Regions from separate parts of the Mus musculus genome. Here region 2 is linked to region 1. Evidence: chromatin contacts called from public HiChIP or PLAC-seq data. All regions are on one chromosome and are shown on one strand. Each heading gives the region's core, a stretch centred on a gene start, on an enhancer-like site or on the middle of the called end of the contact. The rest is flanking DNA. Distances are from core to core; before and after follow the strand shown. Region 1 has its middle 210 kb from the start of Gm22974. Region 2 overlaps Adgrl3 (adhesion G protein-coupled receptor L3).

What was found. HiChIP or PLAC-seq counts read pairs in DNA pulled down with a chosen protein or histone mark.
Region 2: a FOXA1 HiChIP or PLAC-seq map of pancreatic cancer cells shows a contact between it and region 1. The contact joins two enhancer-like sites.

Annotation. Positions count from the first base shown.
Region 1 is chr5:80,682,263-80,687,165 of GRCm38.p6, forward strand. No RefSeq gene overlaps it. Among named protein-coding and RNA genes, the nearest start is that of Gm22974, 210 kb to the right of the region's middle. Within about 2 kb of position 1,694, at least 27 of the 459 cell types and tissues checked have an H3K27ac peak or open chromatin away from gene starts, as enhancers often do. A contact at or near this core is called in pancreatic cancer cells, where this site is marked.
Region 2 is chr5:81,273,343-81,278,210 of GRCm38.p6, forward strand. The region is part of intron 3 of Adgrl3 (adhesion G protein-coupled receptor L3); the gene reads left to right. Among named protein-coding and RNA genes, the nearest start is that of Adgrl3, 260 kb to the left of the region's middle. Within about 2 kb of position 2,514, at least 42 of the 459 cell types and tissues checked have an H3K27ac peak or open chromatin away from gene starts, as enhancers often do. A contact at or near this core is called in pancreatic cancer cells, where this site is marked.

The DNA of each region.
Region 1 (4,903 bases), core at 444-2,943:
ACTATCCACTTTTTCCTGGTATCCACAAAAGAGAAGATAATCCTATAATTCTTATGGAGTAATAATAGTGCATTCCTTTAATGAATAATCTATATTTGAATCTACATAAAACACAGCATTTATGCAGCACTCTATTTATTTGTCAATGGTCATCTGTTGCCTCTGTATTAGGAATTAACCCTTATAGGCAAATGTGACTGAGGAAAAAAATGTTTTCTTACTAGAGTGTTCTATAAAGATTTTTGAAGAAATTATTTACCTAATATAATATTAAATAAAAGTGATTACAAGGTCCCCAATGAAGGAGCCAGAGAAATACCCAGGAAGATGAAGGGAACTGAAACCCCATAGAAAGAACATCAATATGAACTAACCAGTACCCCCAGAGCTCCTTAGAACTATACTACCAATCAAAGAAAACACATGGTGGAATTTGTGGCTCTATCTATAAAAGTAGCAGAGGATGGCCTAGTAGGTCATTAATGGGAGGAGAGGCCTTTGGTCTTGTGAAGACTCTATGCCCCAGTATAGGGGTATGCCAGGACCAGGAATGAGTGGGTTGGGTAGCAGGGGGAGGAGGGAGGGTATAGGGGATTTTCAGAGGGAAAACTAGGAAAGGGGATAACATTGAAATGCAAATAAAGAAAATATCTAATAAAGAAAAAAAAGTGATCTGAGTGTGATGTTAAATTCCTGCAATCTCAGAATTTTGCAGGTGGAAGCAGGAGGGGCAGTTCAAGGCCAGCCGGAGCTACATGGTGACTTTGAGGACAATGTAGGCTACATGTAAACCTGCCTCAAAAATCAAACAAACAAACTAGGCATAAGTTAGATGTAACACCATTTTGGTAAAAATTGGGTAGAAGAAATATAATTTACCTTTCTACATTTAAAATGGAGAAGAAGAGAGGGAAGAAGAAAAAGTTGTAGAGCATCTAACTCTGAAGTGTGTGCCTGTGCATGGGCGTGTTCACGTGTGTGTGTTTGTGGCTTGTGTGTGTTTAATAGCTTAGGAAGGAACAAACGAACCAGACTAACATGGTCGCTGATCTGAATTCTTGTTTTAAAATAAGGAACATAAACAAAAACAAAGAAAGCACAAGAATATATAACTACATTTTTGCAAGTTCTGTGCAGAAACAAAAGGCTATGTTGTGAAGTACAGATGTGGAGAGAACACATGTGGTCTCAAATGATGGCCCCATTCTCTCTCAGCATGAAGGTCATTTTTATACTTGTGGAACCTGTTGTCAGGACACTGAAAGAATGGAAACATGAAGGACAAGGCCCAGACAAGGCTATGACGAGGTCCTGAGTAAAAAGCTGGCCTCCCACATTCTTAGAACCTCACAATAAGTTACTGTGCTGCGTGGGTTTCTGCTTCAGTGAGTCAGTTAATGTCAGCAAAACAGTGACCACTATTGATAGGTATTTAGTCATAATCCATTGTATTCTTATAGGTCCTTTAATCTTTGTCCAATTAAAAGAGTTCTGTTATGTCTTGCTAATATGTCTTTGGCATGGCAGGGCCATATGAGTAAGCAGAGATTCATCACAAGTCTGAGAGTTCATGGTAGATATGTGAGAAACGGGGAAGCAGAAGAGAAGAATAAGGCATCTTACTCCATGTGGGCACTCTTCAGATCCCAAGGCATCTCACTCTATGTGGGCACTGTTCCGATCCCATAGTCTTTGCACTTGTGAGCAGCAGCTTGCCTCTAGTCAAAGCCTGACTCAGCCGTGTTGACATTCACACAGCTTTGTGACTACTGTTGACTCCTTGTGTGTTTCCAGAAAAGACTTAGCAAACGTGCATTTGCCCCAGATCAGCGACCACTCACAGACCAGTCTGATGACTCTATCAAAGTACAACTTGGTGAATCAGTGAGTTTACGGATGTTATTTACAAGAGCATGGATGAGAAATTACTCACAGGAGTAAGAAGGATTCCAAGGCAGCCATATCATCAAATAGCCCACCACAGCAAGATTCAGATCCCATAAAAGCTGCTTTCCTGCTGGGAATTTCAGGCAGCTCCAGAGGTTTGGTTCACAATTATCTTTCAACAGCTTGGCTGGTCTGCGTATCTCTCTCCAGCAATTCCTTGCTGATTTGTAGACTTGGGAAGAGGCTTTTGAACACTGTTATTTCTGCTTTCTCAAACTTGTGATCCTGTTTAATTCCTAAGTCTCATGGTGCTCTCTCCACCCTCCAGAAGAGGTTGTTTCAACTTACAGGAAAATGCTACACAATATACCTTTGGACTATATTTATAGTATTGATCCTTAAGTTACTGAATGTTTTCTGTATGTGTTAAAATATTTATGTTTAAATACATATTCAAAATATGGTCCCCCTAGAAGAAAAGATAGGTAGAAAATTGAGACACTAAAATAAAGCCCATTCTGGTTAGAACATAACTTTTGTACATTTACACAGGTTAGAACACAAGCTTATGTTTACTGTCTTTGAAATTACTTCCGGAGATATAGAAACCACTAAAGGCTCAACGGAACATTTATCTCATAAAAGATATCACTCCCTTTTCATTTTTATGTTTCAAAAATCATTTTCAGAATTGGTAATTAAAGAAGAAACTGTGGAATAATGTTGTGACTAAAATACTTTAATTTTATTTGTGACATATAGACAGACAGAAGTTTGATGGTAATTTATAAGTTCAATCTCATGTATTATCATTGATTAATTATTTGCCAATACAGGTAGATCCATAGAATTGCAAATAAATAAAATTATGTCTCAAAGGATGCAAAAGTTTTACAAGTTTTTCCTATTGTAAATATTCATAATGAATTGGTGTTTTTCATTTGTTGGTGTTATTTTAAGACAGGCTCTCCTCATGTATATATGGCTATTCTAGAAGTCACTATGTCCTGGTGACATTTTCCACATGACAATGCGACAGTGACTACATACCCCATAAGCAAATTTATATTTTACTTTATAATTATCTGGCTCCTATTATATAGAATCCTCTTTTTTATCACTTTATCATTGTTTATATTTGATAAAATGGAAGTTCAGAGTGTGAAATTAGAGGTTAGATTCGTGTTTATTCCTGATGTCAATTCTGAGCTTCTCCAGCTTGCACCATGAGCAAGTATAAAGCAATGCCGACATAAGTTTGCAAGGAAAATTATGTGTTGCCAGGATCACCAAAATAAAATATATTGTGCTTTAAGACATCATAACAGCAAAATATATATTGTTTTTCATTTCATGCTTCTTAAACACTGGGCTCGTTTTCTGAATCAATCTTCTTTACTCTTGTATCTGCCTTTAGCACAGCTTGTTCCCCATGTTGTTTACAAGCTGAATTTTCCTGCTCTTCTTCACATTTATTTTTTCCATGGCTATCCATAAGCTCTTTTTATTATTAAGAACTTAATGTTCCATTAAGTAAATTTTAGTATGTTAGCATGTATAAGTACATGTCTTGAATATCCTCATTGGTAATATTTTGACTTTCAGATAGAGATAGGAAATATCTATACTTACAGTCATGAGACACATGGTTAGGCTTATGATACGCATAAATAAATAAAGATATATACTCCTGGGCATTCGGCTACATTCTTTGTCATTGCGCTTACTGGCAATATTGTTCTTGACTTTCTTCCAAAAATAATAAATGTTCTCCCTTTATTCTCATCAAAGTAACCTTTAATTACTAATTTTGTATTTATAATTCTAAACTCCAGATATGCCTATCTTTCTATAAGAGTATGGCTGTTGGGAAATGGCACTGCAATAGTGATCCTGACATGTGAGAAATATTAGCAGTTGTTACCTGATAGTTTTGAAGAGACCTAGAGATTTGTTTAGGAGATATACATTAAGAGTTCTTTTTATTTGTATTACTATATCCATGGGTTTTATGATATGGTGACAAAAATTTTCTGTTTCACTTCATATATTGTTATCTCTGTATTCCTAGTCTGCTGTATTTCTAATTTAATTCTGGGAAGATATAATAGACATATGACAATCATTACATAATCACATGATCAGCTATATATTAGTAAAAAATAAACAAAAACACTAAAACCTAAGTAAATATATTTATTATTTAAATATAAACTCTATAGAAAGGTAGTTTGGCTTGGATATTTTTATTTTTGGGCCAGGATCACTTGTGTTTGCTTTTTAAAATTAGAAATCCACAAGGTGATTCCAGAAGTATATTTAACAGTAACTTTCTATCCACTCAAGAATTCCTTTCCAAGGGAAATTACTCTTGTGTCAGGGGGTCAATCAGTGTTATATCATGCTAAATAAAAAGGAACTAGACAAAAAAAGTCCCAGTACAGAGATTTCAACTCAGTTAATCAGCCAGCCACATACTCATCAACCTTAGAAATGTCTTTAAGTATGAAACTTAAGAGGTAGTCCTTGGAACTAGTTAACAGAATTCTATAGATTGTTTGTATATCTATCATGTACAATATGTCTCCTCTCAGAATCCATGCTGGGTTTGTTGAATTGATTAAAATTTGCTAACTCTGTATTCACTCTCACATGCCCATGGGGCATTAGGGATTTATACTCTTTCACAATTTATTTGTAGGTTTCATTTCTCTCTCAATATTATTGTATCTTTTCATTCCAAACAAATATTTACTTTTCTTCTTCAAATTCCACCTTCACTATATTAGTTAACACATGAAATTGATTTTTTAATCTCTCACCAAATGGCTCAATCTAATAAGTGTACCTACAAAAGAGAAATGTATTTTATATGTAATTATACTGTGATATTTATAAGTGTGGGTTCTGAAACTAAACTTTGTTCAAAACCTAGGTTTCTTACTAACCTCCTATGTGACTTTAGTATTTTCTGTGTGTCTGTTTCTTAAATTTCAAATGAGAAAAATAATTGTCC
Region 2 (4,868 bases), core at 1,264-3,763, 590 kb after region 1:
TCTTCCCTGAGGAGAACCACCAGTCCTGGAGTTGCCTGTGGCTCTTGTAGGCTTACGACCTAGAGATGCTTTCCTGTCAAGTTTGGAATGCTTGTTGATGCTGTCCTTGTTTGAATCACATGCGGGCAGTCATGATGGTGATGGCTTATGGCTGTAGCTTCTGACATGACTAGGAGACACCATCTCACAGTCAACTCCTTCATCTTGACAAGTTAGACTCTCCATTGCCACCTCCGTTCCCAGAACCCCGATGAGAAAAAAGGAAAGGGAGAAACATAGTCATTAAGTTACAATGTGAAAAATCAACAAAACAAAACCAAACAATGAAACTGAAAAGAAAAAAAGATAGACACTGAGTAAAAGATGTGTTGTAAGATTTTTTAAAAATGAAATATGAGCCACAGGACCCCAGGGTCTCAGAATTCCACTTTCATTGATTTTTGCATCTCCTGCACACCCACTTTCTTTAAATCAATTAATGGAGCTAAAGCACCATCAAGAACGTATTTGTGCAACAACTATCATGATGCTTTGCAGTGAATGCATGATGCGCACTCAAGTCTTCTGTTCCCATAGTAAGCAGGGAATCTAAATAGCTGCTTCTTGCTTTTTCACTTTATGTTAAATAATTACTAAGGCAAAGGAGTCCTAAAGTATCCAAAATTTATAATCAACCTGAGAAATATTTCATTTGTAAAGTCTACAATATAGACTGTCCTTATATTCCATATATTGTCCTTATATTAATATTATATTCTTTATATGTACTTATGTTGTATAAATATAAGTCTTTACTATTTGTTTATGTAATTAGTGCCTTCTCAAAGTTATTTTATCTTTTAATATTTTAAAATTTATTTCTTCTTACTTTATGTGTATGCGAGTTTTTCGTGCAAGTACATTTATTTATCTTGTGGTTTATTTTTCCTCAGAAGCAGGAGAGGGTGTGAGGTCCTCCTGAACTGGAGTTATAGGCTATTGCTAGTCACCATATGGGTGCTGGGAATCAAATTCAGGGCTTCTATATAATCAATAAGTCTCGAGGCCTCTGTTAGTCATTTTTGGTTATAAGTTTGTATACAACATTAAAAATAATCACGGCTCTGCCCTCCTGGTGAATGTATATTCTAATGAGGTAAACAGAAATCAGCTCAGTTAGGAATTAATCTTGACAGTTTATGAGAATTTATAGCCAAAGTTATACTCACACCTTTGTTTATAGTTTAATAACAAAATATATATTCAATATATCAACAAATTTTGTGTGTAGTCAAACATTGAATTTTACTTTATCTTATCAATTCATGTTAAAGGTGAATGGATATAGAATATTTTAGGTTATGAAGATAAATTGTTGTTTATTATTTATTTATAAAGTCAGACAGAGTTTAACATTGAAGTCACAAAATTAATGACAAATTTTTTACTCCATTTCTATTCATTTGATAGTACGTTTTTAAGGAGCATTGCTAAAATCATTAGAATCAAAACTACTTTCTTTTTTGTAAGCCAGTGCTACAAACCTTAGGCATCACTGTAATAGATGAGTCCATATAAACACTGTCATGTAATACATCTAAGTAATTAGTGACATAGATATTCCATGTCCAGTTTTTTACTTCTTATCTGAAAAAAGTGACATATATTTGTTTTTCTTATTCATCGGTCCAGGCTGGATGCCTATTCTTGGTTAAATAAAGGTGTAACTAAAGAATCAAACATACAGAAATACAGTCATTCTCTAAGAATTTATTAAGGCTGTATAAGAGATATAATAAAATGTAACATTTATGTGGTAATTAAGTAAGTTCTTGTTATAAAATTTAAGCTTGACCTTTCATTTTAATTGCCCTTTTAGGAATATAATTATCTCTGCTGAATGGTTAAATGGACATAGGGACCACCTGGACCCAGTAATCTCTCTGCTTTGCTGATATGTGAAATCTAGAGCAGGCTTTATTTATAATGCAGATGCCCCAGCAGAGAATGACAGCTTCATACTTTAGTGGAAGAGTGTAACACAGGGTTCCCCAGGTATGGACGGTAAGGAGAGAGAGTGTATATGAAAGACATCTTTGAAGGGATAAGAGAATATCAGATATGAACAAGGTAGCTCCAGGATAGGGGACACTTCATGTCTTTCTCCTCTGGAACATTTTGTCCGTCTGAGCCTGTCCACATGAATCAGCAGGAAAACATGTTCTGTATACTAAAACATAATAAGCAAAGGATATGGTCAGTTTGTGATGTTTTTATCCTTTGACACAAAATTCTTTGTTGTTGAGACTCGTTTACAGAAGTTGGAATTTCAGGAAATAAGACCAGGAAAGAAGACTCAAAGTTTCAATGAATGTTCTACTTTAAACTTGGCCAAGTGTTTTGGGTCAGTCTGCCTGGACAGGTCTAGCAGTGTTACCCAGGATAAACAGCTATTGTTCTGAAGATATAATGGCTGTACAGTGCTCAATTCTTGGCAAAAGGTAGAGAGTCAACGTTAAATAACACGGCCCTGCACTGAAGTGATTAAAGATTAGTCATGTTTGGGTATAGTCAGAGCTCTTTCCCTCAGCTCACCGCATAAATCACCACATTTTCTCCAATTTCATTGTGTCTGCTAGAAAAAGCTGATGCCCCAGTTAGAGAGGGAATAGTTGTCCAAAGTTGAAATAGGATGTTAGCAGCAGTGATGCTAAGAAAATTAACAAAAGGAACTGCATTAACAGCTCTCTCTCTCTGTGCCTCCTCTCTCCCTCTCCCTCTCCCTCTCCCTCTCCCTCTCCCTCTCCCTCTCCCTCTCCCTCTCCCTCTCCCTCTCCCTCTCCCCCTCCCCCTCCCTCCCCCTCCCTCTCCCTGTCCCTGTCCCTCTCCTTCTCCCTCTCTCTCTGTCAGGAAGGAAGGTACGATTTATTTTGGCTCACACAGACCTTCTCTTAATTTTCTGACTTCCTGTGTGTGGGTAAAGCAGTGTGTAGAAAGGTAGAAGAACACAACATAGTTCTTGGATGGCTTCTGCGAAATTCATTATTTGTTGTCCTGTGCTCTTTTCTGGTGAGATATGAATAAAAGACTGTTCACCTTAGGACACCAATAGATCCAAGAGATGATACAAATCAAATCTAGCTTGAAGAACCAATCCGATTACCGTGGTGTGTAGGCAAGGTGTGACTTTCAAGAAACTGAGTGACCACAAAACACCTGTACCAGTGAAATGTCTCACCCCAGCTGTATAAATGAACCCCTCCCCTTCAGGTACCTATCCACACTCGCAAATGTTCTACTCCCTCCCACAAGGGGAAGTATGGGAAAGAACGGCTGGCATCTCAGCTGAGTGTGTGAGGGGAAACAGAGATCACCTTCATTAGAATTAGACAGGAAAGAAGCAAGAGATGATTCATGAAGAGTGGTCACTGCAGCTTACCACTCAAAGCCTCTTCATAGTAACATGCCACCTCACAAGTGTAGGTTTATACAGAGATACTCCATGTTCCTTGACTATATATAACATGTCAGTCATGTAGGCAGACTCAAAACTAGGCTTCCTTAAGCTGAAGTGACATTGGAACAGTTTTCCATTTTTTCATTTTTTAAGAGTTTCATCATTATTTAATAACAACTTGAAGTATTTCCCTAATTTTTCTTTAGTAGTTGCCATTGAAACATTGTTAAATGACTATGGTGAAGTTGATTTACAACCTGTGTTATTTCACCATGTAGTCACTGGTTTATTATACTATTATTAGTCTTAACAGATTTAGCCTGTATAATTTATTAGTATAATTTATTTTCTTTACCATTTAGTTGATTATATGCATTCATGAATGCTAGAAACCTTCTTAGGGACTTTCAGACTCAAAACAGCTTAAGTGTAATATCATCTCTCTTGGTTATAAGGATATTCTGCTACATATACCAAGTAACAGGTAGTATATTAACATCATGCTTAGAGATAAGTTTTCAAAGAACTATTATTATACATTTTAAATTTTACACATATATACCTATCAATCATTAAGGCATTTGGAACTTCATGAAGCTCTTCACAAGTAGCAAGCAAAATAAAGTTTGTAAATATACTTTCAACTGATATATACATACTTTAATTTTCTTGTACTGAAAAGAATTGGATATATCAGTGTTATATCAGAACTCACTTGTTTTATTCTACTGCTTGACACGGTGGTATATTTTATCATACTAAGATGGAGCAAATTTGAATAAACTCATCAATTCTTATTCTAATAAATTAAGTATTTGTAGTTATTAGCTGGGACATGGTAAATCAGTCCCATTCATTTGAGTTGGATATTTTATTTTCTGTATTTCATGTCTTCCATACTATGTCTTAAATTTTGCCTTTTGTGTGATTTTTGTGTATGATGTTTTAAAACACTGCTTTTCTTTGGACACCTTTGTTATTTTAATTCACAATTTGAGGGTAAATTTAATTATCTCCTCATAGACAGGGCATTTAAATATAGTTTGGTTATTTTTAAAGAACTATAATTAATATTGCCTTGCCTAAATTGTTTATACAGCATAATACAGATGTTGATATTATGACAACACACACACATGCACACTGCATTTACTTTAATATGAAGATATTCATTCTTGGTCACAAAGTTTTAAATTGCTTTAAATTTTAAATAGAGACTATCTCAAAATAAAGTCTATAAAGTGCATTCCTCAGTTCATTACGTTCCATGACTCAAGATCCACTTACATTTATCATGAGTAATTTGTAAATGCTTTCGGCAGTGATGTAGAAAGGCTAGTCAACAGATTATTGCAATGGTTCTGGGATGCCTATAAGTTCTCTATCTCAAACTGGATAAAAAGATTTGTAGGTCTTCGAAAGTGTTCTACTT